Linked DNA regions of Sus scrofa: region 1 is linked to region 2. A link is a contact called in public HiChIP or PLAC-seq data. All regions are on one chromosome and are shown on one strand. Each heading gives the region's core, a stretch centred on a gene start, on an enhancer-like site or on the middle of the called end of the contact. The rest is flanking DNA. Distances are from core to core; before and after follow the strand shown.

The links. HiChIP or PLAC-seq counts read pairs in DNA pulled down with a chosen protein or histone mark.
Region 1: a contact with region 2 is called in an H3K27ac HiChIP or PLAC-seq map of skeletal muscle. The contact joins two enhancer-like sites. A contact is called at or near these places in 2 of 47 Hi-C or Micro-C datasets (both in liver) and 2 of 2 datasets of contacts at active chromatin or transcription factors (alveolar macrophages and skeletal muscle).

Annotation. Positions count from the first base shown.
Region 1 is chr9:6,243,748-6,246,447 of Sscrofa11.1, reverse strand. All of the region lies in intron 1 of STIM1 (stromal interaction molecule 1), which reads left to right. Among named protein-coding and RNA genes, the nearest start is that of STIM1, 24 kb to the left of the region's middle. Within about 2 kb of position 1,392, at least 9 of the 83 cell types and tissues checked have an H3K27ac peak or open chromatin away from gene starts, as enhancers often do. A contact at or near this core is called in liver and skeletal muscle, where this site is marked.
Region 2 is chr9:6,093,463-6,096,247 of Sscrofa11.1, reverse strand. All of the region lies in intron 5 of STIM1 (stromal interaction molecule 1), which reads left to right. Among named protein-coding and RNA genes, the nearest start is that of RRM1, 30 kb to the right of the region's middle. Within about 2 kb of position 1,292, at least 42 of the 83 cell types and tissues checked have an H3K27ac peak or open chromatin away from gene starts, as enhancers often do. A contact at or near this core is called in liver and skeletal muscle, where this site is marked.

The sequences.
Region 1 (2,700 bases), core at 143-2,642, 150 kb before region 2:
CCGGCCTCCCTGACCTTGGCCTCCCACCACCCGGCGTCTGATCCCGCCCCGCTATGCTCCTATTGCGAGGCCGCCCTTTGCCCTCCCTGGCTACAAGCTTTTGCTGCCGTGTTGCTCTGTATCCCCTTCAGCCCTGGCCTTCTTTCTATGCAGTGTCTCTGACCAATCCCAGAGACTACCCCTCTCCTGACCGTAATCTTCTTAGTTTGTGCCATGTAACTGGGCACTGAATTAACTACTCTTTCACCTTCTAATTGTTTCATGGGCATGAATCTTCTCTCCAGCCAGCCTGTGGTAGTCATGTCATAATGACCCCTCAGATTAATTTGTGCTTTGCACTTTTCAAAGCACTCTCACCTTCAAGACCTGTTTTGTGCTTCTTATGTCCATAGCAAACCTGTGAGGTATGATGGGAGGGAATTGTTATTTGCATATTATAGCAGAGAAAACAGATTCAAAGAAGGCAGATGACCTCCCAGGGTCATATAAGTAATTAGGGGCAGAACTGAGACTGGGTCTCAGGTCTGTTGATTTTCTTTTTTTTCTTTTTTTTCGGGCAGCACCTGCGGCACTTGGAGGTTCCTAGGCTAGGGGTCGAATCTGAGCTACAGCTGCTGGCCTACACCACAGCCACAGCGACCTGGGATCTGAGCTGCATCCTCGACCTACCCCACAGCACACGGCAACACCAGATTCTTAACCCACTGCGTGGGGCCAGGGATCGAACCCATACCCTCATGGATACTAGTTGGGTTCGTTTCCGCTGCGCCACGACAGGAACTCCTGGCATGGTGTTTTGTTTGCCATGCCTTCCGCAATTGTGTTTCTCCTGGGCGTTTCTCCTCTTGCCTTCAAGGGCTATCCAAGGCAGAGCACAGATGGTTGGGTTTTCAGGAAGCTAGATCGGTGTCCTGGAGAAGGGTGGAGCGGCCCGGATAGCACTCTCAGGTGCCTCTCGGGGTGTCGGTACTCTGGGTTGTTACTGCCTGTTACTGTCTCTGAGAATTACTGTTAAATTAATGTTAAACTAGAAGCATTGATTTATTTTGAGTGATCGGAGCATTTTCTCCTGGACACACGGACCTGTTGGGGCGGGATTCGTGGTGCTGGCCTGTGCGATGGCGTGACGTTTGGAAGCACGCAGACCAGAGTTTAAAATCTGGCCTTGCCTTTGTGTGTTGGCCTCGTGGCCCCGGGCAAGTCCTTATCAGGCTTAGGGCTCTGGCAAGAATGTGCTTAAGGGCCACCTAATGGCCCTGGGTGAAAGGAAGTACCTGTGGGTGGACTTTATTGTCAGTGTGGCTCTAAGGCATGAGGAGCCTGTGGAGGAGGTGCCTGTGGCCCTGGCAGGTCACTCCCTGTGGCGTGAGTGAGCTCGGGGCTTCAGTGATGATGTGTCTGCTGTATCGGAGCCTTATGGCTGAGCGTGAAGGCTGGGCCCAAAGACTCTGGCCTCCAGGTCTGCCTCCCAAGGGCAATGAAAACAGCATGTGGGCTGCTGAGGCCTGGCCTCCGTGTCAAACTTGGGGAGTAAAGTCTTTTATGTTCTTCTGAAAGACGTGGGCATCAGAATTGTTGCTTCTGAAAGGTCAAGAACCCAGTTATTATTGAGGGAGTTTAGTTAGTTCGGAAACCAGATATTGCTTCCGAGTTGTTTGTTAAATACTTCTCTATTTCTCTTGAACCCCCACCCTTTCCCCAAGGAAAAATAAATCTGATTCAGGCCTTGTGTGAGGCGTGTGTCTTTGGTCTCCCTGGCCACTCAGACTCTGACTCCCTACGCAGACAGCTCCAACCTGCTGCTTCAAGGGAAGGCGTGCATCCTGCTCTCTGCCTGTGACCTGCTCTAGGGGAAAGGGAACAGGTACACATGGACCTGTTTCAAAGGGAGTTTGCTTTCTCATTAGCGACTTTACATGGCCTGACCTAGGAAACGATTTGAAAATGAGAGCAAGGCAACATCCCTGTTGCTGTGATGGCAGGACGGGAGGGCAGGCTTCCCGGAAGGTCAAGAAGGAGCAGGTGGATAGGGAAACGCCAGGTCGCTTTGAGTTTTTCCTTTCAGAGTATAATGCCTGAGACAGTCATCTTTTGAAAAAAAAAATTGATGTGAAATTCACATAACATTGACCATTCACACACATGATTCAGTGGTTTTTAGTGCATTCACAGTGCTTTACAACCACCGTCTCTATCCGATTCCAAACCACGTCCAAAGGAAACCAATACCTTAAGCAGTGGTTCCTGTTGCCCCCAGCCCCATCCCCGTCTCCTTGCAGCTACCAAGCTGCGTTCTGTCTCTGCGGATTTACCTATTCTGGATATTTCTTATGAATGGAATCACATATTTGTGTCTGGCCTTTTTTACTTAGCATAATATTTTAGAGGTTCATCCATGTTGTAGCATGTAGCATGTAGAATAAAGCAGTATTTCATTCCTTTTTATTGGCAATGTATTTATCCACTCATCTGTTAATGGACATTTGGGCTGATTCTGCCTTTTGGTTATTGTCAGGAGTGCTGCTGTGAACATGTGGGTACATGTACTTGTTTGAGTATCTGTTTTCACTTCTTGGGGGGTAGATACCAGGGGTAGAATTGCTGGGCCATATGGTAATTCTATGTTTAAATTTTTTTTTTTTTTTTGTCTTTTTGTCTTTTGTTGTTGTTGTTGTTGCTATTTCTTGGGCCACTCCCGCG
Region 2 (2,785 bases), core at 43-2,542:
TGAGCAGGACCCCCTGCCCACAGCAGCCTCAGAGCTGGGGAGGGAAGAGGAATCGGCTGAATCTGCCCAGGGCCACCTCAGGCTCTGTTTCCTTCCTGCCCGCCTTCCTTCCTCTCTCTCTCTCTCTTTCTTTGTCTGTCTGTCTGTCTTTTTAGGGCCGAACCCATGGCATATGGAGGTTCCCAGGCGAGGGGTCGAATTGGAGCTATAGCTGCCCGCCTACACCACAGCCACAGAAACATAGGATCCGAGCCGAGTCTGGGGCCTACATCACAGCGCACGGCAATGCCGGATCCTCAACCCACTGAGCGAGGCCAGGGATCAAACCTTCGTCCTCAAGGACACTAGTGGTGTTCGTTACCGCTGAGCCATGGCGGGAGCTCCTGGGTCCATTTGCTGACAGTGGAAGGCAGCCTGGTCCTCCTCATGCGGCCACAGAGCAGCCCGAGTGCCTTCCGGTCTTTTCCACCTGCAGAGCTGGCTCCAGGCTGGCCCTCCTGGGGCTCTGCTGACAGCGCCGGGAGGCAGGGCCTAGGTGTGCTCCGAGCACGGAGGCCCCCAGGCCATGTTCAGGTTGGGGTCGAAGCTGCTGCCTCCCCGCGGCAGCTGGTGATGTACTGAGGGGCAGACTGAGGCTCAGGTGATGCGGAGGCACCAGAGGTGGAGGTTTTAGAGGTTGTTCACCTTTTAAATAGTGGAGCCCTGACACACTCCTAGGTCTTTAACTTAGATTTCAACGTTCTTTTCTACTGTGTTATCCTGCCCTCCACTCTGGGTAGAGGAGACAAGATATAAGGGTTCCGGCTCCGAAATCAAGCAAACCCACGGCCCCGTGACCTCAGGCCGGTTCCTGAGGTTCTCTCCGCATTTCCCCTGCGTGCACGGCCGCTCCTGTTGGCATAGGCCCCCTGAGGCCAGTCCCGGGCTGGGCCTGTGTGCACTTTGTGCTTCCAGCAGGGGTGTTGAGAAGGGGTGGAGAGAGGCCTGCACGGTAGTTCTTGGGTGGGGGGCAGTGGTGAAGGGGAAAGGTGGCCACACCTTGTGTTCCTTCCAGGGTGGCTCAGATGTGAGGCAAAGCTCTCAGGACATAGGAGTGGCTGCCTCTGGCAAGCGGGCTCTGGGCTCTGCCAGCTCTGCCTTCCCTCTTTCTCCCTCTTGTCGTGTTCGTCTGGCCTGCCCTTCAAGCCTTGCCCAGGATGCCGATCTAGCCCCTTCCTGTCCTCGGGGGACCTGCAGCTCTTTGTTGCTGTCGTTTCGGATGCCCCCGCCCCTGGGAAGCAGATGGGCTTATGGGCGTGGTGTTAGTTTCCGGTGCACAGCGAATGATTGTACCTGCTGTCTTTCTAACAATCTGTTTCCCCATCTGTTACTCTTTACGCTGGGAACTCCTTGACGGTGGAAATGTCTGATCATCTGTCATCAGCCCTCAGCCCAAGGCCTGGCAGGGAGCAGGTGCCAGGAAATGAATGCTAGAAGTTATCCCGAAGGAGGCTGGGCCTTTCCGGGGCTGCGGGCTTGGGGCAGGTGGAAGAAAAGTGTGGTCCAGCTTGGTTGTGGGGACAACTGCTTCCTATGGAGGGTCGTGGATGGGTGAGGCAGCTAAGGCTTTTTTTTTTTTTTTTTTTTTTTGGCTACAACCGCCAGGGAGTAGAGCCCAGTCTGTTTACAAGTTAAACAGACTTCTCAGCCCAGAAGGCTGTATAAATGACAAAAGCCATTCCTAGCACATACTTTGGCAGTAAGGGGCGCGTGGCTCTATCTGCCGGACCCGCGGTTCTGTGGGCAGTGGAGAGGTGGAGGGACCAGGTCGGAGAGGGCATTCCAGAAAGTGATCATGATTTGGAGGCCAGCTGGCACCCTGCACGTTCTCACCATTACCCCTGACTCTGTTCACACGTCAGCATCTCATTTGTTTACACCCTCCTCCCGCGCCTGAAGCCTGATTGTGCTAACAGTTGACCTCATTTTGCTAAAATCTATTTGTAGCACTCAGGCTGGGAATTCTGCCACCCTCTGGCTTCCCAGGTCCTAACCAGCTTCCCCTGGTTAGCGCTGTTCACCTAGCTAGCCATGTCTGTGTTCATGAGAGCGCCGTGGTCTTCTGTTACCCTGGCTATTTTTTTTTTCTTTTTTTTTTTTGTCTTTTTAGGGCCGCACCTGTGACATATGGAGGCTAGGGGTTTAATCGGAGCTGTAGCTACCAGCCTGTACCACAGCCGCAGCAACACCAGATCCGAGTTGCGTCTCCAACCTACACCACAGCTCACGGCAACGCCGGATCCTTAACCCGCTGATCGAGGCCAGGGATCGAACCTACAACCTCATGGTTCCTGGTTGGATTTGTTTCCGCTGCACCACAATCAGAACTCCTACACTGGCCCTCCAGTGGTATGAAGTGGGTTGTGAGAGCCGAGCTGGTGCGGGGGTTGTGCAGGACAGCTAGCTTACTCCTCTTGGTCCCAGGGGCTGGTATTTTCCTTCCCCATTCATTTTATATCTTGCCTCCCTTTCCTGCTAAAACCTCCCTTTCCTCTTCCCCTTTCCTCTCCTTTCCACCTTTGCTAAGTACCTGCTCCGGTCAGGCTCTAAGCTAAGGATGAGGCTACAGGGATAAATGAATCTCGTGCCCTGGCCCCAAGGAACTCGCAGACTACCAGCAGGTGACGGGCAGGAAAGCTCAGAAACACACAGGGCAGCCCTTGAGAGAGCCTTCGTTTTCAGCTGTCAAAGAGTGACTTAGAGGATCCCGGTTCAGAGGACAAGGAATGGGCGGATCTCTGCAGAC